2 separate regions of the Xenopus tropicalis genome follow, and region 2 is linked to region 1. A link is a contact called in public Hi-C data. All regions are on one chromosome and are shown on one strand. Each heading gives the region's core, a stretch centred on a gene start, on an enhancer-like site or on the middle of the called end of the contact. The rest is flanking DNA. Distances are from core to core; before and after follow the strand shown.

Evidence for each region. Hi-C and Micro-C count contacts between places; a contact is called where the count stands out from the background.
Region 2: a contact with region 1 is called in a Hi-C map of brain, with 5 times the contacts expected there. The contact joins the promoter of med16 here to the promoter of wdr18 in region 1. A contact is called at or near these places in 3 of 5 Hi-C or Micro-C datasets (brain, gastrula embryo and neurula embryo).

Annotation. Positions count from the first base shown.
Region 1 is chr1:100,442,775-100,450,104 of UCB_Xtro_10.0, forward strand. It overlaps wdr18 (WD repeat domain 18), which reads right to left and starts at 3,339. Exons shown (of 10, transcript NM_001037264.1): 1 at 3,068-3,339; 2 at 1,262-1,372; 3 at 802-935. The coding sequence starts at 3,277.
Region 2 is chr1:100,788,715-100,796,044 of UCB_Xtro_10.0, forward strand. med16 (mediator complex subunit 16) reads left to right here and starts at 4,520. Exons shown (of 14, transcript NM_001079173.1): 1 at 4,520-4,967; 2 at 6,535-6,642; 3 at 6,831-7,000; 4 at 7,196-7,330. The coding sequence starts at 4,832. It overlaps LOC116408565 (a small nuclear RNA gene), which reads right to left and starts at 4,280; the gene lies at 4,174-4,280.

The DNA of each region.
Region 1 (7,330 bases), core at 2,089-4,588:
AAAAAAAAAATTTAGTAAATCAGCCCCTAGGTGCCTGCCTTTATCTCTTAAGATGTTACATAGTTACATAGTTACATAGGGTTGAAAAAAGACCTGTGTCCATCAAGTTCAACCCATCCAAGTAAACCCAGCACACCTAACCCACACCTACCAATCTATACACTCACATACATAAACTATAAATACAACCACTAGTACTAACTGTAGATATTAGTATCACAATAGCCTTGGATATTCTGATTGATCAAGAACTCATCCAGGCCCCTCTTAAAGGCATTAACAGAATCTGCCATTACCACCTCACTAGGAAGGGCATTCCATAACCTCACTGCCCTCACCGTGAAAAACCACCTACGCTGCTTCAAATGGAAACTCCTTTCCTCTAATCTAAAAGGGGTGACCTCTGGTGCGTTGATTGTTTTTATGGGAAAAAAGAACATCCCCCAACTGCCTATAATCCCCTCTAATGTACTTGTACAGAGTAATCATGTCCCCTCGCAAGCGCGTTGAAAGTATGTTCTCTCCTGAAGGTGCAGTACCCTATTATGAGTTATTATTTTCACCTTTGTATGCCTTAGATACCTAATACAAGACATGGGAGACAGAGCATAGCTGTTCTTTGCTTTTTTTTTGTGACAACCAAAATATTGGGCAACTTTGCCTTCATCTGACATGACACTGAGCCCGTTAAAAATGTTGAAAGTCTGGCATTAAAGAGCCTGCATCTTCGTTTCCCTTATTTGGCACTTAACTTACACACTATTGAAAGGACATAATCTTATAAGAAAGAAGTTTGGCTACCTGTAAAGACTCCACACCAGAACCAAGCTGTCCTTGGCTCCAGATATGATATGACTGCTGTCATCTGTGAAAGTCAAGCAGGTGACATCTTGGTAGTGATTGTTTAGTATAGCAAGGAGGCGTCCAGTGCAAACCTAACAGAAAAATAGGCAAATTGAAATATGAGCAATATAAACTTATATCGGCATACTGGTATTATCTTAATTATTATTAATAATAATATTGTATTAACTCGCATTAATATTGTATTAACTTAATATTATTAAGTTTAAGTAAACATACATATGCAACTAAAGAACGTCTAAAGGTTTAAAGCTTGTAGAACATGTGCAGAATACCTTGGATTATTCATGTAAATAAAATAATGTATAAAAAAAAAAAAAGAGAAAGCTATGAAGAATATATCCATTTATCTTTTCTATGACATGATGCAAATCCCACAATTTGAAGATTGCCTCACCTCCCAAAGGTAAATACTTTCAGCAATGCCAGACACTAGGTAAAGTCCATTCGGAGAGGTAGCCAAGCAGTTCACAGGCCCTGGACATACAATCTTCTGCTGCAACTGGTCCTAAACATATAGAAACAGGTAAAACAATGATGGTGTGCCCCAAAAGACTGGTTATGTTTCAGTCACAGAAACTTAAAAAGTATCCTAGATCAGTTCTCAAATAAATATCTGAAGGAAAACAAAATAAAACAATTAAGTGACACACTAGGTTCATCTTAAGGTGCCCGTAAATTCACTGATATTATCATATAAAACAAGGTTTCGTATAATATTCAGTGTGTGTATGGTGGGTAGACAAGGAAAAAGTTATTCGCAAAACTCTTGGATTTCAGTCATATTGTCGATCAGCCAGGGTGGTGGCAGTAAGTTAATGTTAAATTGTCAGATAAGGGTAGAATTATATTGTTTCTACCTGCATATCTGATGATTCAGCTCTTAACATTAGTGGAGAGGATGAACGAGCCTTCCTGCGAAAGATCATTATTGTAATGTATATGGCCACCTTTAAGCTGGCCATACACGCACCGATACTATCGTACGAAACCTCGTTTCATACGATATTCGGTGCGTTTATGGCATGTTGGCGAGTCGACCGATATCTCAGGAAGCTGCTGATATCGGACGACTCGCCGATCGGCCAGCTTAGAAAATTTTGATCGGGCGCCATAGAAGACGCCTGACCAAAATCTGCCGTCAGGGCTGAATCGGCAGAAGGAGGTAGAAATCCTATTGTTTCAGCCCTGACTGTGTGAGGCGGATCTGATGGTTGCACGAAACATCGTCCGATCGCCACGTGTATGGCCAGCTTAAGACTAACTTCATGCTAGACACCAAAGGGTCCCCAATTATCCTAAAAAAAAAACAAAACAAAAAAAAAAACGAGGATACCGGTACTCTATACTAGAAGCTATAACAATCTCGGGCATCCTATAACCCGATCCTATGGCATTTCTGTCACCAGAGGCTGTAAATGCTCTTCTGCGAGTAAAAAACTTGAGCCTGGTGATATACCTAGTTCCCACCACTAGCCAAATGTCAGTTTTCAATTTTCCTGGCTATTTAATATGTCACAAAATTTAACTGAATCAGATTTTAGTCCTTTACTGCAAAAGTTCCACCAACCCGGCATCCCTCTTTTCTCAATGAATCCAGTGAAGTGGATAAATCTGAAAAGTCAGTGCACAATTCCATTAGTGCAGCATTTCTTATCCTTTTTTCTCAAGAAACCCATATTAAGTTGTGGGATGCACTTTGCTTTAGAACCAGCCATACACCTTGTCTTAATTGCTTTTATCTGTTATAATAAGAAATGTCACATTGCTGAGAGACCATGGAAACCCACACTAAACTAATCACTAGTATTTTTGGCTAGCCTGTGTCTAAGCAATGCACACAGTTCATTTTCAACAACTGCATTTTCAGCACATACAGTTAATATTGGCTGAGAGTGACACCAGTTCAGTCACAGTTGGAGTGGAGAGTCACAAGAAGCATAGTATTGTAATCTTGACATTTCTGAAAGCACAAAACTTGGCCGATCTAAAATCTGAGTAGCCTCGCACATTTACTTCATTGATTTAAAAAGAAAATGGCCAGTCCTGTCAGGATTATTCTCTGAGAATCATATAGGGATACAAAATGCCTGATGTAAAGCAAGCGGGAACTGTTATAAAACTACAGCCCCCCCATAATCAGTAACAAAGGTAGAACGCAAACATTACTAACATCCAGCCAAAGCGCGGCCCGGTACCTTACCCGTCTCTGCAGCTCCCACACATTGATATAGTTTTTGCCGAGCTGTGCGCCCAGCAAGTACTGACCACCGAGTACCGCCAATCCCCGGTTCGATGTATTTCCCCCTCTATAAGTCAGAAGCACAGAGCCCGTTACCGGCTCCCAAACCGTGCAGTTTGCAACTTGTCCTGTAGCGTCAGCGCTAAGCACTAGCTCCATGGGCGCCGCCATGTTTAGTCAGAGCGGAAAGTCACGTGGTAACAGGGCAGGGATGGCTTCTACACCACGTGACAGTGAGCCTACACGTCCCCTCCGAGGTTAAACAGTTCTTATAATGCAGTTATTTTGCGGAAGGGCTGCCTAGAGAGCATTTAGCAATTTTCATATAATATCACAAATGGCAAGTAAAGCTGTTTATAGCATGTAGATTTTGCCTGATTTGCCAACCAAACTTTTGTGGACTATATGGCTGACCAGTGTCGGAATGGGACCCCAGGGGCCCACCAGAAAACCTTAGGCCATGGGCCCACTCTCCAAAGTATTTTTCCTCCTTTCCTCACTCAACCTCTTTATTCTCCTAGTCTCTTTTATTTACATGCTAGGATCTATTTTTTCATCTATTTCACCTGTTTGTTCCAATTCAGAAATAGGGAATGAACATGAAACAGGCCAAATGGTCAGGAGCAGGAGAGCCCACTGACACCTGGGCCCACCGGGAGTTATCCTGGTGGGCCAGTACCACACTGTGGCTGACCCAATAAAGCTGAAAATGTGATACGGAATTATGCTCCTCTTTTCCGCCATTGTGTTCTTGTTTCTCCTATTTAGTGTGTAATGTTGTCTCTTCTCCTGCTTATCTTTCCCTTTCTTGCTTATTTATTTGTCTTTTCCCACATGTAATTCTGTGCAAATGCCATTCTCTTCCTTTTAAACCCACAGGTGTGCTAGCCAACCCTTTACTGCACCATTCAACTAATGTGCCTTTTCTCCCACCTTTACCCCACCCCATGTGCTAGTCTCTCTTACTCCCTGGTTCCATGTTCCAGTGAAGTAACATTGAGCTCTCTGTTAGTAAAATGTTGCCACCTTTTCTGGAGAAAAACACTGGCCTTTTTATATCTGAATCTTTGTTCCCTATAACATTGGCATGATGCATCTTTTTTTACCAGCCAGGTGGTAACTCTTACCAACATTTACTTTCCACCCTCCCCACATACTAGTACTAAATGTTAAAGCAGTGGTTCTCAACCTTCCTAATGCCGCAACCCTTTAATACAGTTCCTCATGTTGTGGTGACCCCCAACCATAAAATTATTCCTAAGACTATCGGAAATATGTGTTTTCAGATGGTCTTAGGCGAACCCTGTGAAAGGGTCGTTCGACCCCCAAAGGGGTCCAGACCCACCGGTTGAGAACCACTGTGTTGAAGGGTCAGGGTCTGAAACAGGCATTGTGGACATTAGGACATCTGGAATGGGATTGCAAGCTGCAGTGGGGCAGAATAGGGATTATGGCTGGCCCACAATGTGTCTGTATTTGTCATGGATCCTTAGTGGGCCCCTGCGGCCCCAATACTAGTTACGCCACTACATGTATCACTTTACACTTTTTTTTTTATCAAGAAACCTTTTTACTAATTTAATATAAGAAACATTAAACACATCAAGGTTCATGTTTGTTTTCAAGCCATACATTGTTAATAGAAATAGAGCCAAACCACTGATCCATCCCAGGCACTCCCTTTATGCTAAAACCCAAAGCAAAACCTGACAACTCTCTTGTAAGAGAACTAAACACTAAAAAAAAATATTGCTAGTAATACCATATTTTATATACTGAACTAGTCATGTTCAGCATCTTTATAAAAGTAATGATCCAGTACTTCAAAGTTGTCACAGGTGGTCACCATACTGCAATCTGTTAGAAGTGTCTCTGACACTCACATTCTCAGTGTGCTATGAGCAGCTATTGAAAGGCTAAGCACTGCAAATTATCAAGCAGCAAATGAGGTTAGTCTGTAATAATGCTACAGGGCTTATTATTAAATTCTGCAGCTAATCACACTGGTTTCAGAGCCGTCATGCAGTAATAATCTGTACTATTTACTAATCAGCTTTATATTGTGACATATTCTCTATATATTCACTCTTACCTTCCAATTTGTGCCTGTATGTTACCCAACCACTCAGATTGTAAGCTCTACAGGCAGGACCTCCTTCCTACTGTGACTCATACCACATGGCACTTATTCCCTGTGTATTTATATATATTTATTGTTTTTATTTATTATAACACTTGTCCCCCTGTGTGTAATTTTGTAAGATTGTACAGCGCTACGGACCCTTGTGGCGCTTTATAAATAAAGTTATACATACATATACAGTATATTGTGAGTGGGTCCCTAAGCTCAGTAACTGACAGCAGCACAGAGCATATGCAAGGAATCAGCAGAAAAGAAGATGGGGAGCTTATAGGCACAGATCTTGCCTGCTAAAGGGCTGTGGTTGCCTTGGGCTGGTACAGGAGGCCAAAACATAATGTACAACATTTTTTTTAACTTTTTTTAGTTAAGCTTTAGTTCTCCTTTAAAGTAACAGTTCAGTATAAAAATTAAACTGAGTAAAATAGATAGACTGCAAAAAATAAAAAAATGTTTTCCATATAGCTTTCTAAGCTGTTAGCAGTCAGTAACCAATCAGTGACTAGAGGGGGGTCATAAGGGACATAACTGTTCAGTTAGTTTGCTTTTGAATCTGACCTGCGTGCTCACAAACCAACTAAACAGTTACATCCCATGTGGCCCCCCAAAGTCACTGACTAACTACGAGGTTAGAGAGCTGAAAGCAGGAAGTGGTGTTCTGGCTGTTATGTTAGATGTCTTCTTACTCCAGACTTTATAGATTACATTTTTGCCTAACTATATTAGAAATATTTTTTAGTTTGTGCAGTCTGTTTTACCCTGTTTCATTTTTACATGGAACTGTTCCTTTAAAGGAGAAGGGAATTTACAATCACTGAGGGTGCAAAAATTTTAGGCACCCCCCCAGTGATTTTTATCGCTTACCTGAAATCTCTGGCCGGTGCTCCTGTTAGTGAAAAAAACTCCACTTGCCTTGGTTTATGCAATGAAATGATCATCTTCCTTCTTTAGTCTTCACGTATGCACAGTGGAGTAAAAAGCCAAACTTAAACAAAAAACTGGCTTTTCACTCATCTGTGCATGTGCGGGCCTTGGGATCTTGTCAAAAGGAAAAGGCAGGAAGAGGATCGCTCACCTGCATTAAGTGATTACAATCACTGGGGGGTGCCTAACATTTGGAAACCCCCCCCCAGTGATTTAGCCCTTCTTCTACTTTAGGTCTCTTGGGACCCCTAACTGCAGCACCCCCTCTACCCTCTTGATGGCGGACCTGCTCACAGCCATAACCTACATAACATTAGTGAGGTTTAGCTCTTATTCGTGAAATAAAGTTGTTTTATTATCCTTTGACTCTCAATTCAGCCTCCCACCATCCAGTCTATATGTTCTTGAATCATTTTGGGGTACCTCTAACCAAAAATGTAAGCTTAATCGGGGGCAATGTATTGTTAACAAGATTTAGATACCAACTTTTGGATGGTTTGAGCAGGATTAGTGACAATTCATTAAAACTAAAATGTCAAATGTAACAAAAAACCCCCCAAAGAATTACAAACAAAACCCCTTGCTACTCTGGTCTCCAGCTTACTAACTACTACAGGAGTCCCTTACTGGGACAAGAAACCTACTGGGATTCACAGGGTCACTATACCTTTTCTAGACCAAAATAGTTTCTTTCAGAGTCCTTTTCACTTTTGTAAACTAGCAGCACTCTTCATTTTGGGTCTCTGGTTCTCTAAAGACCCTAGGTTGCTAGCAGATCTAACCTGCTAATTATTCCCTAGGTGAGATAAGCCAGAGGAATTAACCACCTCAAGACTGCTATACATAAAAAAGTAGGACATGAACCTAGGAAAATATATCTCCCTTCAAACTCTTTGCCCCTTGTATTAGTTAATATTTGTATAGAATCTGTATGTTTGGTGTATACACCTGGTAGATGAACTTGAAAGAAAGCTTTACCTCTTGTATCAGTCAATATTTGCATGCAATCTGTATGTGTGGTATACACCCAGGGCACAGGGGTCATTGAAGTTAGGGAAGAGTGGGCCCCAAGAGGTGTAAAAGTGCAATCCGTGGGTCATGAAGGTGGTCAGTCTTGCAGGAGGGCTGGTGGGGTTTGTGTGGATTGTGGGTATGGGTTC
Region 2 (7,330 bases), core at 3,270-5,769, 350 kb after region 1:
CCTCAGTTCCTCCTTTGATCCTGATTGACTTAAAACGTATAACTCAATTAGATTCCTCTGTAGGGAACACTGTCTCTCAGTCTCTTCAAAGACAATTAAGATCCTGCTTTTTGAAGCTCTAGGAAATTATTTAGGCCTGTCTTGCCAGTGGGCAAAACTGTACTTTTACACCTGTTTGTGCACTCACTTAGATTGTAAGCTCAACAGGGCAGGGGCTGTCTTCTTAATGTGTCTCTTACCATGTGGCTGTATATTTATTACACTGCTTATCCTCCCTGTGTGTACTTTTCCATATTGTAAAATTATACAGTGCTGCGTTTCCTAGTAGCAGTTTAAAAACAAAGTTATGTATATGTACATAAAACACAGAACAACTTGTTCTTCTAGTTTAATTGGGTTCAAAGGTTTTCTTGACTGTTTATTGAGGGCATCCCTGTGTCTAATGTGCAGTGTTCATCATCATTTATATTGCGCCAAGATTTATTTCCATATATGGAAATTCTTTTAATATTATTGACAAGTATTTCCTTGTTGCATAACTTTCAGCTCCATATTTATGCTCCAAGAAGTGCATACATAAAGATGCAAGCAGATGCAAGAGTCACTGGGGATAATTTATCAACACTGGGCAAATGTGCCCCCGGGCAGTAACCTATTACCACATTCTATCACACATACCCAGTGCTTTACAAGGTGTTTATTGGTCTTAATGGGTCTTGGGACTCCTGTGCTTCTGAGGGCTGTGGCACATGCCTTGTCGCAGGCGACTAATCTTCCCGAAATCGTGAAAGTTTCCACTCAAGGCAACTTCCTTGATTTCCCCCGCGTATGCCATCCCACCAGCGATTTTCATACTTGCCGGTGGGATGGTATTTTGGGGAGACTAGTCGCCCACAACAAGGGAGATTTGTTGCGGGCGACTAGTCTCCCCGTCTGCCACAGTCCTGAAATGTTTTGGCGAGAAAATGCCAGTGGGAAAGATGCAGTGTTTTTTGTTTTTTTAAGCTAAAGTGAACTCAGAAGTCTTGCCCAGTAATAAATCTGTATCTAGTGTCTTTCCATATCGCAAGGTGACTTCTTTGCTTTGCCATTAAGGAAAGAGAAACAGCCATGAAAATATCAAGAAGGTGATCCCTTTTTTCAAAGTAACATACTAATATTAAAAAATGTAATACATTTTTCAAAAGTACAGTAATCCATACACTACACTACTTTTCTTATGACAGTATCAATTAAGCCCGGCAGTGTGGTTCTAGCCCACTAAGCTAAAGGGAGAAATTCTGGGGGGCTCTGTGTCCTTGCACCAAGTGTCCATGTGGGGGTGGGAGTGTGGGCAGAGGGTAGGGTTTGCAGCAGAGTCTGTGGTAAGGGATGGTTGGAGCTGGCAGTAGAGGGAAAAACACAAAAACTACCATTGTGATCTTGTTACAATATCCCACAACAAAGTGAATAACACATTAGTGCCATGTACTTCTGTTTAAGAACCTTAAAGAAACCAGAGATACTATACATAACAAATGGAGATTAATAGACATTGACTATTAAAGACAAGGAAAGGCTTAATCACGTGGGGGGCGGTGGTTAATTAAAGTGTCCTGACTTGTAACTTACTTAGAAGCTTACATAATTTCCTGGTAGGTTAGATACTAATATGAACACTCCTGCAGCACTCAAAATGACAAATAAACAACTTTTCTTTCACCGTTTCAGAGTGCTGTTTGAGCGTTCTTCTTGGCCTTTAAAAAGGGTTCCAAGAGTAACCACCACTTGGTTGCTGAAATCTGAACATGTAAATCTATTTATTACTGTAAACTACATTATAGTCCTAAATGAGTGTGCTGCTCTTGTGTATATATGTGTGTATATCTTACAACTAAGAAAAGAAGGCAACTTTTAATCCGTAAAACCTTCCTGGCAGTGTGAAATGTCTTTTTTAAATGAGTATACTGGTGTATAATGATGCTTTTTGTTCATCCCACCCAATGACCTGCCAGAAAGGATCACAGCTGCTTGGCCAGGTACCTTTGGGAACATAAGTGCCTGAGATACTGTAGGAACTATTGCTGCTGTGTATGTGTTCAACTCAACTGTTGCACATGTGCTGTAGAGTTAAGAAGGGTCCCTGTGTTTGCAGAGAGGCGTCCTACATTATCCTAGGACCTTACGTTTCCAGTATGTGCTGTCACACTGTCTGCGGAACCAGACAGTGTAGAGGATATCTGCACCATGTTAGGGTGGAGGAGCTATGAGTGACAACCAGACATTACCAACTATTCCTGATCCCAGGTCTGGATCTGTGCAATGGCCACAAAGGCTTGGGCCTAGAATGGCACATCTAAATTTTGTTCTGAAGCACTAGGGACCAGCAGATCTTTTTAAATCTCCCATGCACCCAATTCTTCCAACCTGATAACTGAAAACTTCCATGTGCCCTCAAAAACATGGGGAAGAGGGGGCAACAGCAAGGGTGAGGAGGGTAAGTGCAGCGGCTGTATGACCAAGAAGCATTTGACTTATAAATCTGGCCCTGCTTGAGGGAGTATGGTGGTGAATAATACAAACGGGAAGGTGGTGTTACTGATGCTGTGGCAGCTTCATAGGGTGGGAAGATCCCAGTGCATTTGTGCATTTTTAGTGTTCATCAAGTGGTGGGAAGCCCACTGTGCTTCTAATGCAAGATAAAGAACAGCAATTCCAGTCTGGTATTGGGGTTTTGGCACCACAAGTAGCAGCTATCAAAACTCTAACTACTGATGAGTGGGTCAAAATTGTTTCAACCTGTGTGTGCCACAGCCATAAATAGTCTCTGAGGCAGTCTGCTCAGTGGTATTGTAGTTTATCTACAAGGGTGCAATAAGGAACCTGAGGGGATGGTTTCACCAATATCTATAGCCTTTACTGAAATAACATTTTCTACAGATTTTAGCAGATGCTTTGATCTGCTCTTAGTTTTCCTGTGTGCGCCACCTAGTGACACAATGCAGACATTGTTAATATAATATGGAAGAGAAAATACAGAAATAAAAAAGTAACTATAGTATAATGAAAAATAATGTGAGGAAAACAATTACATTGATACCGTCTCTTCTTAAGAAAAATCTGTGGCCCTGCAAGGGATTTTTACAACCCATGGTCTGCTCAATATCTCCATTGACTTCTTTGTAGATACACTGTGTATCTCATCCCACAACAAGTGGGATGAGACACAGTGAAATCTCACTTTTACATTCCCTGATTTTGCCATATTTCACATTTCCACAATCATTTTTTGGAGGGGTCTGGCGCACACAGGTACCTGGCCACCACCCTGGCAAATATTAAGCAGCGGGCACCCTTAACTTTATCAATGAGAGTGACTATAGAGCAGGGGTGGGCAAACTTTTTGGGTCAGGGGCCACATTGACTAACAGACGGGCCGGACCGGGCCGGGACAGCGTTACGCCCGGGGCTGCCATCAAAAATTATGGGGCCTCTCAGCTCCCCCCCAGCATCCTTCATGACCTGCGGCTCCCTCCGCCAGCGACCCGCTGCTTCCTCCGTCCCGTCCTTCTGTTCCCCGGCTCCCCAGTGCATTCTTTTATATGGTTGCGCCCCGTGTGTGCTGACGCTATGCGCATGCATGGGGCGCAACCAATCAGGGCCCGTCATTCTTTTAAGGGGGCCGGAGACAGCGGGCCATAGTTTGCCCACCCCTGCTATAGAGGAACCAGACCCTATGGTCCAGGCTGCCCCTGGTGCCCCCCCCCCAACCATGGTGTCTGCTTCCTCTATAGTTACACCACTGACTGTAGGAAGAAACCATCTTCACAGCATAATAAAGGGGGGAACTAAAGATTTTTAGTTTTTAAATCATAATCCTGTGTGTGTGTAAATCTATATATATATATATATATATATATATACACAAACACACACACTGTTCACAAATACACATTTTTTATTAGATGAGTGGAGAATATATATATATTAAATTAAAATAGTCCCAAATTACATTTATTTCCAAAGTAAAGTGTGAGCAAAATGTAAATGTAAAAATAGAAAGGTTTATTACTCAACGATTGGGTCTCACACAGAAGCCTTCATCTGGAGTGAAAAACAAACTAAATACATATATATATATATAAATATACATGGTTTGTTTTTCACTCCAATATCCATTTGATAAGATAAGTGCAAAATATGGAACGCTTCACGAATTTGCGTGTCATCCTTGCGCAGGGGCCATGCTAATCTTCTCTGTATCGTTCCAATTTTAGTATATGTGCTGCCGAAGCGAGCACAAACATACCTTAGCGCCGGTTCTTATTTAAAGCCCCTAGCTTTTGATTCGGTTATATTGGAGTGACAATTTTGTATGTCTATATGTATATTTACACCGAGCAGCAATAAATATTACTTGATATTGTTTTATTTACTGGGTACATGAAAAACAGAAGAGAAAGATTGAATTTATAGCTGCAATTTAGGCATTTGCCACGATGCACGCCGGGAGAGGTCGGCATGCTAATCTAAGGATGACGCCATCGGAAAGCGACATTGAGACGCTTATTCCGTGAGACGCACTAATGTAGCCGGGAACTTTCATTACTGGTTTTACGTAGAACCTTGTTATCCTACGGGATTCTGGAACCAGCAGTAACCAGAGCAGTTTAGTAGCAAATCCCCTACGCAAGGTTCTAGCATATTTTCGCTTTTTGACGCTTCTTGTCGTCCGCCTTCGTTTCTTATAGCTGCAGTCAGTCAGTCCATTCCCAATGTAAGCCATTGTGTTTCTGTTCCCCCGATCTGTAGCCCTTCTCCCATAGTTAGTAGGTGCGTGTTTGCTGTCAGCATGGATGTGGGGTACGTATGTGAGTGGGACAAAAGACCACGGACCAGTCACTGCCCATCAATCCCACTAGTTTGCGCTTGGTCTTGCCGCAATCTTATTGCTTTCACTACAGATCAGCGCAATGAGGAGGAGAAAGGTAACATCTTTTTGTTATTACAGCACCGCTCTGTGAGTGTGATTATATGTGTGTGTATTTCTATTATTTAGTAACTGTTATATGTCTACTTTTCTCTCTCTATCTATAATGCATAAAACAATTAAAAGACAAACCAAAATGAGTCTTACCCAGTGTTGGACTGGATACCAGGAGAACTCATGGTGGGCCCAGGTGTCAGTCTCCTGCTCCTGATCATTTGGCCTGTTTCATGGTCATTCCCTATTTCTGAATGGGAAGAAAGTCAAGAATTAGATGGAAGAATAGATGCTATGTAAATAAAAGAGACTTGGAGAATAAAGTGGTTGGGTGGGGAAGGAGGACAAATAATTTGGAAAGTGGGTCTAAGGTTTTCTTGTGGGTCCCTGGGTTCCCAGTCCAAAGCTGGTCTTACCAAAGAGCTTGGATTGCTTGGATTACATTTTTATATTACCATGTTTAAAATGAACTAGGTTAGTATATTAAGGGTATTTGGGTCACTAGAATGCATAGAATGCAGATAGATGCATAGACGCAGATAAAAAATTAAAGCATCTGAATCTATAGGCATACACATTACGGTTAGGCAATGCCTTTTACATTACATTAACATTTATTTATAAAGCGCCAACATATTCTGCAGCGATGTACAATAAGTGGGTTACATACATTGGACATACAGAGTAACATATAAAGCAATCAATAACCGATACAAGAGGTGAAGAGGGCCCTGCCCAAAAGAGCTTACAATCTACAAGGAGAAAGGGTTGAGACACAATGCCTTGCACCAATATAAAAATAGAAAGTATTGCTTGTAGTGGAAGCGTGGCAGCTTGAGACCTAGGTGCACAAATTCAGACCCAGGAATGTGTTACTGCAATAAATTCTACTTTTTATTTAATGTCATTCTGTGCCACTTTGTATTGTGGGGAAAAAAAATTCTGCACCTTACCCCCCCTTAGTAAATAATCCCTGCCAGCAGGCTCAGACTGCCAGTCTGTGGGTTCTGGCAAATGCCAGAGGGACTGCTGAAAGATGCCATAGACAGTGACTGTGTAGTAGAGCGCTAGTTGGGGGCTATTTGAGCTTTTGTGTGCTGAAAATGCTAGGGCCTATTTTAAATCTCAGTCCAGAGCTGCCTACTAGAATGTTAAGTGAAGAAGTGTGTATTCTCTCACAATAGTTGGGTCGTGTGAGCTGTAAGAAAAGTGCTTGTTACTGAAAAAATGCTAAACAATTGGCTGTAGTTAGCCCTCCTTCCCACCCCCATTCATTTACCTTATGAAATTTACATTGAAGTGCAAAGAGTTCATCTGTCTTCTATTATCTTTCTAAAAAGTTCAACTGTACTCAAAATCAGGCGTTTTACAATGCACAAATTTAAGTATATATTTTATGCTCTCATTGAATATATTCTTATTCGTTAAAGCAAGTATAATTTGACCATGGAGAGTTGCAACATTGCATAATTCTCACCAGATTGTTTGTTTTCCAGGGTTTTGATAAATTAAAAAGTGTTTTTACAGGAATATGGATAAATCTGAAATAACTTGATTTTTTTTCTTCTCAGATATCACTAATTTGATCCATATCCTCGACACAGAACATCCGTGGGATGTCTACTCTATTAACTCTGGGCACCAGGAAGTTATTACCAGCTTGGAGTGGGACCAATCTGGTACAGTAAAACAAATTGCTGGGCTTTTTGATAATAAACAAGAAAACCATATAACTTAAAAGGGAAGGGCAGAGAGCAAAGGGAAATATGAAGAAACAAGATAAATGTGGGAAGCAGAAAATGAATCCTTGAAGGGACATAGACAGTAGTGTTTGTAACTGTTGCTTTGGTTTTATTGGTATTTTTAGGTTCCCGCCTGCTCTCAGCTGATGCAGATGGTCGAATCAAATGCTGGGGAATGACTGATCACTTAGCAAACAGCTGGCAGAGTCTTGTAGGCAGCGAAGTGGATGGAGATCCCATAGTAGCTCTGTCTTGGTTGCACAATGGAGTCAAACTTGCTCTCCATGTTGAGAAGGTGGGTGAGATAACAATGAATATTTACATTAGTATTTATATTTAGTTGTTTGTATGCTCTTTTCTTTCACTTCACTTCACTTTGCTTATCCTTTTTGTTGTTAAGCAGAGACCATTATTTCTTTTGTCCCCTAACCATTATTTCCCTTTAAGTAGGCATTTACCACCCTTAATACTGATCTTTTTTCTCCTGCAGTCTGGTGTTTCCAGTTTTGGAGAAAAGTTCTCACGCGTGAAGTTTTCCCCATCTCTTACTTTGTTTGGTGGAAAGCCAATGGAGGGTTGGATTGCAGTCACAGTCAGTGGTTTAGTTACAGTGTCTCTGCTAAAG